2 separate regions of the Mus musculus genome follow, and region 1 is linked to region 2. The links are chromatin contacts, called in public Hi-C maps. All regions are on one chromosome and are shown on one strand. The core of a region is the stretch at or near the end of the contact, and the rest is flanking DNA. Distances in the headings are between cores, read along the strand shown.

The links. A called contact is a pair of places that touch in the nucleus more often than the background predicts.
Region 1: a Hi-C map of liver shows a contact between it and region 2, with 2.7 times the contacts expected there. The contact joins two enhancer-like sites. A contact is called at or near these places in 2 of 15 datasets of contacts at CTCF or cohesin (CD8 T cells and large pre-B cells), 10 of 484 Hi-C or Micro-C datasets (the N1E-115 cell line, bone marrow-derived macrophages, cranial neural crest and 5 more), 7 of 115 datasets of contacts at active chromatin or transcription factors (CD8 T cells, embryonic limb bud, embryonic stem cells and 1 more) and 1 of 9 other capture datasets (embryonic stem cells).

Annotation. Positions count from the first base shown.
Region 1 is chr10:99,573,717-99,579,138 of GRCm38.p6, reverse strand. No RefSeq gene overlaps it. Among named protein-coding and RNA genes, the nearest start is that of Gm20110, 33 kb to the left of the region's middle. Within about 2 kb of position 2,543, at least 21 of the 459 cell types and tissues checked have an H3K27ac peak or open chromatin away from gene starts, as enhancers often do. A contact at or near this core is called in bone marrow-derived macrophages, hepatocytes and liver, where this site is marked.
Region 2 is chr10:99,355,541-99,361,451 of GRCm38.p6, reverse strand. No RefSeq gene overlaps it. Among named protein-coding and RNA genes, the nearest start is that of Gm34921, 88 kb to the right of the region's middle. Within about 2 kb of position 3,546, at least 13 of the 459 cell types and tissues checked have an H3K27ac peak or open chromatin away from gene starts, as enhancers often do. A contact at or near this core is called in bone marrow-derived macrophages, hepatocytes and liver, where this site is marked.

The sequences.
Region 1 (5,422 bases), core at 1,294-3,793, 220 kb before region 2:
AGTCAGTATTCAAGTTAAAGCTTATTTACAAGCATAAGAACTGAGAAAAGAGGTAAGTAAACGTGGGGCATTAATTAATCTATGTAAGTGTTCACCGTAGAAGGGCATTATTTCATTCCTCATAAAGCAGCAATCAAATGCTTTCTGAGATCGTAAGAAATGAATAGATAAAGTTGTGCCTCGTTTAATGACTGAGAACTATGCAAAATAATTGCTTCTCACACCCTAAACAATGAAAGTGAAAGCAGGACACATTATCAAGTCTCCAGGCAGGTATTAACGGTACTTCCAAACACAGGGCACTTGCATTCACTGATGGGGCAATCATTCTCTGCTTTGCAAAAGCGTAGCAGAGCCAAGAACCGCGGCTCACCAGCCAGGTCGAGTTTTGTTCTTCTAACTGGTAATGAACTAATGGGGGCATCACCTGTCTCGTGACACTTAGACTCAGTTAGCAGGGATTTTGCTACATTTTTTTTTCTTCAGATGAGAAAACAGAGGCTCTGCTAAGTCAAATCATTTGTCACCCTGTACACTGGAAGGGAAATCCTAGAGATAGCGTTTCAAACTAAGTCAGTCTTACAGCCAGAACTTATTGCCCTAGCCATTCTGACCCACTGTTTCCTAAGACAGAGGAAAAGATTGCCATACTTCCTTGACAGATTAAATGAGATCACAGCACCTCTCTTTCCGGTGGAATTTCTTCTCACTCACAGAAAAAGCTGACATCTTTCTGAAGGCTTCATAAGAGCTGAACAGCCTCACTGGAGCCTTGCCTCTCTCCCCACTGTCCCCTGTACTGGCTGGCTTTATGTCAACTTGACACAAGCTGGAGTCATTTGAAAGGAAAAGACCTCAGCTGAGGATGGGGATAAATGATAGTCTAGGATGTACTTTACCCCTGAGGACTTTTGTACAGACTACATTAAATAATATAAGGTCTCCCAGCTGTGGTAAAATATCTGGTAAAATGTTTTTATCACATCATTTGCAGATGAATAGGAGCCGTGAAGAACAAGAGGATTCTCATGCAGGGGAAAGGTTCCCTGCAAAGTTAACACCAGAGATGTTTCTTATCATAGCTGGGGGTGCATCTATCAGAGAGAAAGCCAGGGATGCTCTTAAGCATCCTACAAAGTTGCCCATTATCAGCCCCAGAAGTTAATAAAAACCTGATGAGAAACCCTTCTGTCACAACATAGTGAAAATGCCGCTAGCTCAGATGTGAAAACCATTTCCACAATTGCCATGACTCCCCTGAAGTTTTGAAACCCAAGCAGAAACAATACACCATGTTCGTATTCCTTTGCGCTAGACGGTTGATTCTCAACCTATCGGCTGCAAACCCTTTGGGGGTTGAATGACCATTCCACAGGAGTTGCCCAAGACCATTGGAAAACACAGATATTTTACATTACCATTTATAAGAGTAGCAAATTGCAGTTACAAAGTAGCACTGAAAATTTTATGGTTGGGCTTCACCACAACATGAGGAACTGTACGAAAGGGTCGTAGCGTTAGGAAGGCTGAGAACCACTCAACTAGAGGCTTGACCTTAATCTGCCTCCACCACTACCCTTTGGGAGTCAAATCAGATACAGATCTCAGAATCTAGACCTCAGAGCACACCGGCAACTGCGCCTGAAGAATGGTGTGCTGGCCAGTTCAATTCTGCAGCCAGTCCACTAGGGGGCAGAGAAACACTATCAATCGTTCAGCATTTGCCTGCTAGCGTCGGAGAATTTAGTAATGTAAATCTTAATAGGAATGTTAAATTGTTACTGGCCCTTAAAACATTTAAAGATTCTCTGAATATTTTTATTAAGAACATGTATGTCTTTGCAGTCCAGGAGACTGGTTCCAGGATGGACTCGAACTCCCATCGTGTCTGAACTGTGAAATATGGCAGTCATTAAGTTCGCCACTGTGTTAAGTGGAGGTTTAGTAGCCGTTGATGGCATTGTGACTGTGAGGACTATTATTATTTAACTTTAATAACATATTATGAATGTGCTGGTAAAATACTTTCTTTTATAGAGATTTGATTCTACTGTGGGATAATTTGTAGCAAATCAGTTCATGGAATTACATCTACCAGGATATAACCTATCAAAAAGTGAGTATGCACAGAAACTTTACAGTGAACTCCAAACTGGAAAAAAAATAGCATAATTTTGGTATTGAACCAAACTCAACCCAAGAGTCAGTTCTAATATTCCTTATCATGCATACTACAGTAGAGTGGAACTAACAAGAGCGTTATATTACCGGCCTTTGATAATGTAAGATATACATAGATATATCTCTCTCTTATGATTTAAATTTAACAACTGTGGAGATGAACATTATATAAGTCATCTTTAAGGTTGGTCCTGCGACACACACACACACACACACACACACACACACACCATGATTATGACTAATGAGAGTGAAAAATCTCTATCCAAAAACCACTTCAACTTTCCCTAACCTGTATCCACACGCACACATAGAAGTATAAACAAACAAAAAGCTGTTTGGCAAGTGTTTTGGCTTGGATCTGAGTGACGCTGTCAATTCCAGTAAATAAGAAATCCGTGACTCAGAAAGGTTGAAGCATTGTATCAGAAAACCTAGACTTTGGGAGACTGGAGAGAGGCCAATTACCCAAGTCTGATCACGTGCTACGTGGAGGTGAAAGTGGTCTCTGCCAGGTCATTGTCTTGAAGCTCTGGGAAAAATGTATTTTATGTCCTGTATCTCAACTAAGGAAGAGTTGTAAACATTGTAGTCTATGAGTGGACAGAATAGCAGTTACAGCAGTTCCTGGCATGTATTAGCCTGCTAAATATTACTCATAATTATCATATCATTTTAAAGGTAAGCCAATCCAAAGATTCTTTTGTTTTACACTAGATGTGATTTTTCTTTCTAAAGCATTAAAGCACAGTATTTCTAAAAAGAAAGAAAGAAAGAAAGAAAGAAAGAAAGAAAGAAAGAAAGAAAGAAAGAAAGGAAAGAAGGGAGGGAGGGAGGGAGGGAGGGAGGGAGGAAGGAAGGAAGGAAGGAAGGAAGGAAGGAAGGAAGGAAGGAAGGAAGGAAGGAAGGAAGGGGAAAAAAAGAAAAACAATGGACTGAACGTACTGGACTCTATGGGTGTTAAGAGACTTGGGGAATTTGGCTCAATTTCAAAGCTGTCCCAAGACAATCATCATAACCGGGCCACCATCACTCTTCTGCCTTGCTTGTGCCTCCGGATATACCCTCTCCCCCCACCTCCTTTTTATGTAAACAACAGGTGCAAAGACTGGAGGGAGGAGAGAATATTCTTTTTTTCTTTCTTTCTTTTTTTCTGTCTAGCCACCAACACTGGGGTCAGAGTAAGGAGAATCACAACATGCAACAAAGGAAAGACACTTGAAGCCATTGAGAAGCTTCTTCTGGGAAGCTCAGAGCTCATTCAAGATTTGACCGCTTTTGCCAGATTACAAGAAGTTCCACTGGACGCGGAATAATAACTGGTTACTTTTAATTTGTGAGAAGATTGAAGGTCAAAGAAAGTGAAGGATCTAAGCACAGGAGTAACAGAGCAAATAAACCCAGATGGAAATTCTCGTCTTCATGTCAGCTCTGCAACAAACGGTTAATGCCTTGATGTGTTGCCATGGAAACAAGACCCCTATGTCAGGTTGACATTGATTCTAGCAATGGAGAAAGTGCCTTGCATTCTCTTCAACCTTGATTGTATTTCATTCAGAAAAAAAAAAATCTTCATTTTAAGAGATCAGCCCCATATCCTACGAGGACCAAAATACCAATACGGGCAATATGGTAATGTGAAATTCCATTACTGAAAATTTGCAAATTCATTTGTATCACATCTTATTTAATATGGCTTAAAAATGAAAAATTAAAGCCAGGCATGATGGGGCACCCCCTTAACCCCAGCACTCAGGAGACAGAGGAAAGTGGATCTCTTGAGATCATAGTAACAAGAGCTACACAGCAACACCCTGAATCAAAACAAAGAACAAAAGTAAGAATTAAAATATATATAACAAAAAGCAGGAACTACAAAGTCTTCACTAACATTATGCCCTTAGAATTTCCTTCCCTTAAAATATAGCTCAGAAGGGGTCTCTCTAGTGAAGAATTGATGAATAAATGTGTCTTTGCCACATTTAAAAAAAAAAAGGCTGTGAAATGATCAGACTAACAAAACAGGCTAGGCTTGAATGCTGGCCCTGTATCCTTAATCTATGGCCCTAATTCTGGGGATGGAGATACAGATCAGTGACTCAAACCATGCTTAGTATACACAAGGACCTAGATTTAACCCTTGGAACATTTGAACCTAAGTGAATCTATAGTTTCCTATGCCTCCATTTCTCACTGGTAACATAAAGACAATAGGACTTCCTACCTAGTAGGATATTCATGAAGATTAAGTAAGCTAAAACACAGAAATCGCTCTGAGTCTTGGACTCTCCACACTTTAGCTGTCCAAGTCTTTGTTGTAAAGCCAATTACTTTAGAATAGTTATAATTACTTGAAAACTCAAAGAACACCTAATATTGTTTTTAGATGCCCTGTAATTTAAGTAGGTTTGTTTTTTTCCTCCTTTCTGTTTTCTTTTGGGGTGGGAGAAGGGAAAACCTTAAACATAGCTCTGCAAGCACAAAAAGAACACACTTTTATCATCCTATGGGTCACTGAGAGAACAATGTTCCCAGAATGAGGTTGGACTCGCTGAGGAGGGTTTCTGCGGCCCTTTGCTTGGGTTTTCTAGGTCCCGTGCAAAGCATTCTGTTGTATCTGATCACAGCTCAGGCCCAGCTCGAGCGGAAGAACCACCGAGTGATGAGCTGGCTGCCAGGCCCTTTCACTTTAATTGTGGAGCTGGACTAGAAATTACCTAGCAACCACTTGAGTAAATGATAGGGAAAACTTGACAGAGTGGTTTCGCAATCGTAATCAGGCAAACATCTTTACGGTCCCTCTCCTGGCCGTATTTCCGGAGCCCTGTTCATCTGCAAGTCATCAGAATAAGCAGGTCCAATGAAGACTAACAGTGACACAAACACCTCAGAGGGAAGATGCTGAGAAAACACTTGGTCACAAAGACCTTGGGAAAGTAGCCTGCACGTTCGTCGGCGCCTACAAAGACATAGACAGCATTCCATAATGGGATGTCGTGGATGAGAAGTTTTTGTCGTGACACAGAATCAGCATCTTGGACAGATGTAACTGATCCTTAAGAATGCCACTTGAATATTCCTTCTCTTTGCCAGCCACCCAGTGACATGGTTCGGGGTTGGTTCTACCTTGCCCATCTAACTCTCTAAGTGCGTACAGTTGGAAAGTTCTAGGAAGCTGAGCTCAATCCCAGGCACTTCCCTTATAGGCGTGCAGAGACCACAGCATAAACACTTGCGGGAG
Region 2 (5,911 bases), core at 2,297-4,796:
CAGTCTTCATCTATGCATGAGTGCCATGATCAATTGCATAAATTCTCACCTTGGCTGGGGATAAAGGAAAGAAGAACAGAGCCTTATCTCAGTGTGTTTGGTACAGAGATGCTCACCAAGAGGGCAAGAGTCTCAACAACATCGTTCTATTTTCTGCTGATAAGAAGTGATAAATATCCAGCCACCATACTGCACAGTCTGTGTCTGTTTGTGTGTGCATTTCACATGTTAACTACACACATGTACAGATGTGTATGTGTGGTTGTGTATTCATGTGTGCTTGCGTGCATTTGGAAGACAGAGGACAACATCAGGTGTTGTTCCTTGTTGTGTCCGGCCAGCGGTTCACATGTCTGGGTTCTGTTCTGAGAAAGCATCTTGGAATCTGGAAGAGAAGAGGGAGCTAAGCGGCACGAGAGAAAGATGAAACCAAGACAGTCATTCTGATCAAGGTTCAATTTTAATGTCAGCAAACGCACTTTATAAAGAAGAGGGGAAGCCCATCTCTAGCCATGCAAAGTTTCTTTGAAGTAGATAGGTCAGCCTTTTAGTGGGAACTCGTGAAGATTGCAGTTCGGTGCCAACTCCGGAAAATTCTTGGAAGAGAACCGGTGCAGGCCTCAGGCAGGTTGGGCCTCGGGCAGGTAGTGGCACATCAAAGGAGCAGCACAGCAGGTGGCTCCGCTTAAGCGGCGGCTGGTCACAGCCAGCCTTGCTAGGCTGGAAGGAGGTAACAGTTCCTCAGACTCTGTCCACCATGGGTTTTTTAAAAATCTGTCTTTGTTTTGAGATGGGGCCTCTCCCGGACCTGTAGTTTGTGGTTTAGCCTAGGCTGATTTTGAAAACCCCAAAAATCTGCTTATCTCTGCCTCCCCAGTGCTAGGATTACAGTTGTTCACCAGCACACCCAGCATGTTCTCACATGGGTTCTAGGTTCTAGCAAACCCAGGTTGCTTTGCTTCCATGGTGAGCACCTTACCAGCTGAGCCATAAACAATATATTATTGAGTGGGCTTCCTTGCACAATGCTTAGAAATGTGTCTTAGGGTCATAGTACTGATGGTACCATCAAAGAATACATGTCCTCATGTAAATTGGACTATACACTCATATACATTGACACACACACACCCAGACACACACACACACACACACACACACACACACACACACACACACACACACCAGTAGGCAAAGCCTTTTCAGACACTAGCCATTTGTTAATAGTAACTGAGCAAGTCAATGGATGTTTGGCTGTGAATCTAGGGAGTTATTAACATAAAGGATAACTGAATTCAACTAGAAGTCACTCCAGTGGCCCAAATGAATATAATTCTTATTCTAGCCTCTGTATTAACCACAATACTCTTTGCCCCTAGCTATAAAGCTGCTTACATCCATATTTAAATCCTTACACGTAATTCTCTAGTAACTCGACTAAAGAGCACATGGTTTCAGTCACCTGCTAAACATACGGCATGAAGTATGAGTTCACTTATTTGAACCGTAATATTAAAGGATTTTCTTGAATTTCAATCATTCAATACCGGGTTACAACTTCAATCCAAAGCAGACATGCCCTGGAAAGTTAAGAGGCCTTTTCAAAGACAAAGACTGCTTCTAACCTGCTCACAATTAGCCATTACATGCTACTAGGAGCTGTTCAATTGGGACTGCCAGTCTCAATTAACCAACAAGAAGGGAATGAAGACTGCATATGCCAAATGAGGTACACATGTTACCAATTATTCCCATTAAGATTGTAATGAAATTGCGTTCTGCTTTGGTTTTTCTTTCTTTTCTGACTCCAAGAACTTACATAAATTAAATGAGTGGGGGATGGAGGGATGCTAAGCTTTTCTTTCCAAAGGGTGAAAGAACTCCTTGCATCCAATCTCCTGCTGCCTTAGCAATCAATGGCTTCCATTCCCGACCTCAGCAGCTGCTCTGCAGTGAACCTGATCCAATTGCCAAAGAGGTTCTCAGAGACCTAGGTGGGCCTTTGTGAGGTAGCCTGGGCTCACTCCTCCTTTCTTCACTGAGAAATACTAGAGTTTTGGGCCCTGGACATTTACCCCTGTTGTTTGCTTGGAAACAAGCATACTTGGTGTCTTTGCTGTCATTTGCTAGGTTTCTGGCTGGTGATCTTTATTACATCGTTGGGACAATGAAAGGAGAAAGAAGAGAATTGTCATAGACTTCTTTAAGCCAGAGGTTCTTAATCTGTGTGTCGAGACCCCCATGGGGAGGTGGGTCAAAAGATGTTGTCTGTCTGTCTGTCTTCCTTCCTTCCTTCCGTCCCTCCCCCTCCTTTACTCCCCCTCCCTCCCTCCCTCTTCTTTCTTTCTTTCTTCCTTCCTTCCTTCCTTCCTTCCTTCCTTCCTTCCTTCCTTCCTTCCTTTCTTTCTTTCTTTCTTTCTTTCTTTCTTCAATTTACTCTTCTCTTACACACTACATCCCTACCCCAGTTTCCCCTCCCTCCACTCTTCCCAGTTCTCACCCACTTCTCTCTCCCTTGGATCCACTCCTCAGGTTCCTCTCAGAAAAGAGCAGGATTCCCAGAGATATGGATCAAAACCTGCATAACAAGATGCAATAAGACTAGGCACAAGCCCTTACATCAAGGCTGGGCTAGGCAACCCATTAGGAGGAAAGAGTTCCCAAGTGCAGGCAAAAGAGTCAGAGACACCCCCTACTCTCACTGTTAGTTGTCCAACAAAAATACCAAGCTACACAACCGCAACATATATACAGAGGACCTAGCACAGACCTGTGCAGGCTCTGTGATTGTCACTTCAGTCTCTGTGAGCCCCTCTGAGTCCTGCTTAGTTGGTTCTATGACTGTTCCTCTGGTATCCTAGACCCCTCTGGCTTCTACAAGTCTTTCTTCCTCTCTTCAGCAGGAGTCCCCAAGCTCACAGGCGTCACCTAAGACCATTTACATGTCATATACTTACACTATAATTCATAAAGTGACAAAAATATAGTTATGAATTAGCATATGTAATTTTGTGGCTGAGGAGGTCACCACAAAAGGAGGAACTGTTTTAAAGGGTATCAGCATTAGGAAGATGGAAAAACAGTGCTTTAAGCTGAAGATCTGCCACTCATGTCTGCTCATGGAGCCAGTCTTATTAGCCATCCCCCAGAATTCCACTTAACACTTGAATTTCCTGGATCTGACAGCTTTAAATTTTATATTTAGATGTGTGTTCAAATATACACATCTAGATGTGCATATATTTAAATATAGGTTATTTTTAAATTTTTATGTGGCACCAAGCTTTTGATATAAATTGATCAGACTCCAATGCGGACTTATCTTGAATATGTCTCGGTGACACTAATTATTAGCATATTTGATAATTTCCTTTTGAAGTAAAAGAACTTCAGAAATGCACATGTATCTGGAAATCATAATCTCTGTTCTTGCAAACGTCTCCAGCTCTTTCTAGATACCACTAGGACAGCAATGCTATGTAGGCTGTGTGTGTGCTGGCTTTGACAGCCTGAAAGAAAAGCCGAGAACCTGTTGGACTTTGTTCACAGAACATGGAAATGCTCTCGTTGGCGGCTGACCTAGGATATTCAATGGCTTCTACAAGTCATCCACAGCAACTGCACTGCTGAGTTTGAGTCAACCACTAAGGAGCAGAGTAAAACTGAGGACTGGTGTCTATCTCCTGAAAGGGGGATTGGGAGGGGAGGTGGGCTGAGAAGACTATAAGCCAAAATATTTTCTCCTAAGAGCCAGACCTGAAATATATTAGTAGGCTTTGTGACACTTGAGGTCACTGGTTGCAGCTCTGCCTGTGTGAGGAAAACAGCCTTAGGCAATAAGTAAGTAACCGAGCTTGGCTGCATCTCAATAAAACAAACCAGGAGTCCAGATTTAGCCTAAGGGGTCAGAGTTTGCCCCCTGCCCCCCAATCACTCTCAAACCTCTGATTCCTTTTGATCTTCTATTTCACCATCTCAGAAAACACTTTGATGATAAGCGACACAAGTTTGGGATTGAATGAAATGATCTAGAAGCATTTGACGAACTTGATAAAAACATTGATCTGTGTGCCCTTTACCCTGAAGCTTAGTTTACTCCATCGTAATTTCCAGAAATGTGATTTACTTTCCTCTAAGTCTTCCCCCTGCCCCCCGTGGGTTTTAATTCAAAGATTTGTGATTTCCTCTTCTAGATATGAACCCAATTTCTCCGATCATTCCATAACATCTAGATCTAGCACCTGCTGCCTAAGTCAGAATCATTAGTGCTGGCTGCTGAAGTACCCAACCCCAAATCCCAGTGGCTCAGCTCAGTTAGAACTGTGTTTCTGTTTCACATGACTCATCCCGTTCTATTTTATACCTACAGCTTCTAGACTCTTGAACAGCAAATGGGGGTGGCTCACCCTCTCTTCTTACATGTCCTTGCAAAAAAAAGTGAAGTGAGGTATTTCTGCATGGCTTTCATTGGCTGAATGAAACGTGTGAATGGTTTCAACCTAATTGCAAAGGAGACTGGGAAAAGAAAAGGCATATCATCTGATACATTTGTCAATCAAGACCATGGCTCTCCTTGAGACCCCACAACAAAGCAGATGTCCAAGCTGGGTTAATCAGTGAAAGTCAACTATACTCAGAAATAGCTTAATGTCCAAAATTCTTACAGCTTGCTTTTTGGAAAGGTTAGATCCTTTGAATTCTAGAATGTAACAGATTTTCTAAATTAACTTAAATTAGATCTTTTTAAAATTAACCAGAAATTTTCAGCTGGGTAATGGCAGTATACTCCTTTAATCCCAGTACTCAGGAGGCAGAGGCAGACAGATCTCTATGAATTCAAGGCTAGCCTGGTCTACAAGCCAAGTTCCAGGATAACCAAAGCTATTACACAGAGAAACTCTCTCTCAGGGGAAAAAAAAAAAAATAACCAGAGAGTTCTTGTGTAAAGTAGAGGCTGTTACGATCTTTGGCTTCTAAATTAAATACAAATAGGCGTCATGGCAAAAGAAAACAGGGTTGCGTAGAGTCACAAATTTTCTTCGTGGTTGCAGTTGCAAAGGTTGAATGTCAGTTTGTTTAACAAAGGCCATGTGTCACCATGACGTGCCACTTTAGAAGGGCAATCAGAAACATAGAAGTTACTAGTTCTAATTTAGAATAATGAAAATCCTCTCCCAGATTTCAAAGGTGGGGATAAATGGCTGAATGTGGGTGTCTTCTTGAATAGAGACATGGGCAGCATTTCAAATATTATGACCATGAAAATTTAAAAAAAGAAGTGGGTAGAGATATCTCTGTTGTGGTATTATAGATTTTAATGAGAGAATACACGAATACATAGCAGGAAAGGATAATTTTAAAATAATACATTACTTATCTTAAAATAACTGAGAGATAGGATTTAGATGTATTTACCATAGATAAATGATACACATTAAAGGTGATAGATATATTAATAACCTGAGTTCAAATTCCCCCATATATATAGATGTGTCAAAACACCATACTTTATCATGCATATTTACAGGGCTTATATTAATAGAGAAGAAAATGGAAAGAGGATTTTCTACTGCAACAGAACAAATAGCAGCTAGATACTGGGGGTGGGGGGAGGTTCTAAGTATTTAGGAAGCATAGCTTATATGAGAACTAGGTTCCGTAAAAAACTCTCGATTTAGAAAGACTTAGGTTCTGGCAGGCACAAAAAGAGGTACTTATGGAATTCATAATTTTATTTAACATCGAAAGGAATGATCTAGAATGGCCACCTATAGTCTATAATTGTCCATATACAATACAATTTTTCAAAGTAAAAAAAGTAAAAATAAAAGGACGTGCCGGTTGACATAGTGCTGTCCTTCCATGAGCAGGCCTTGCTTATGCCGAGCTACAACCATAGGCATTGCACAAG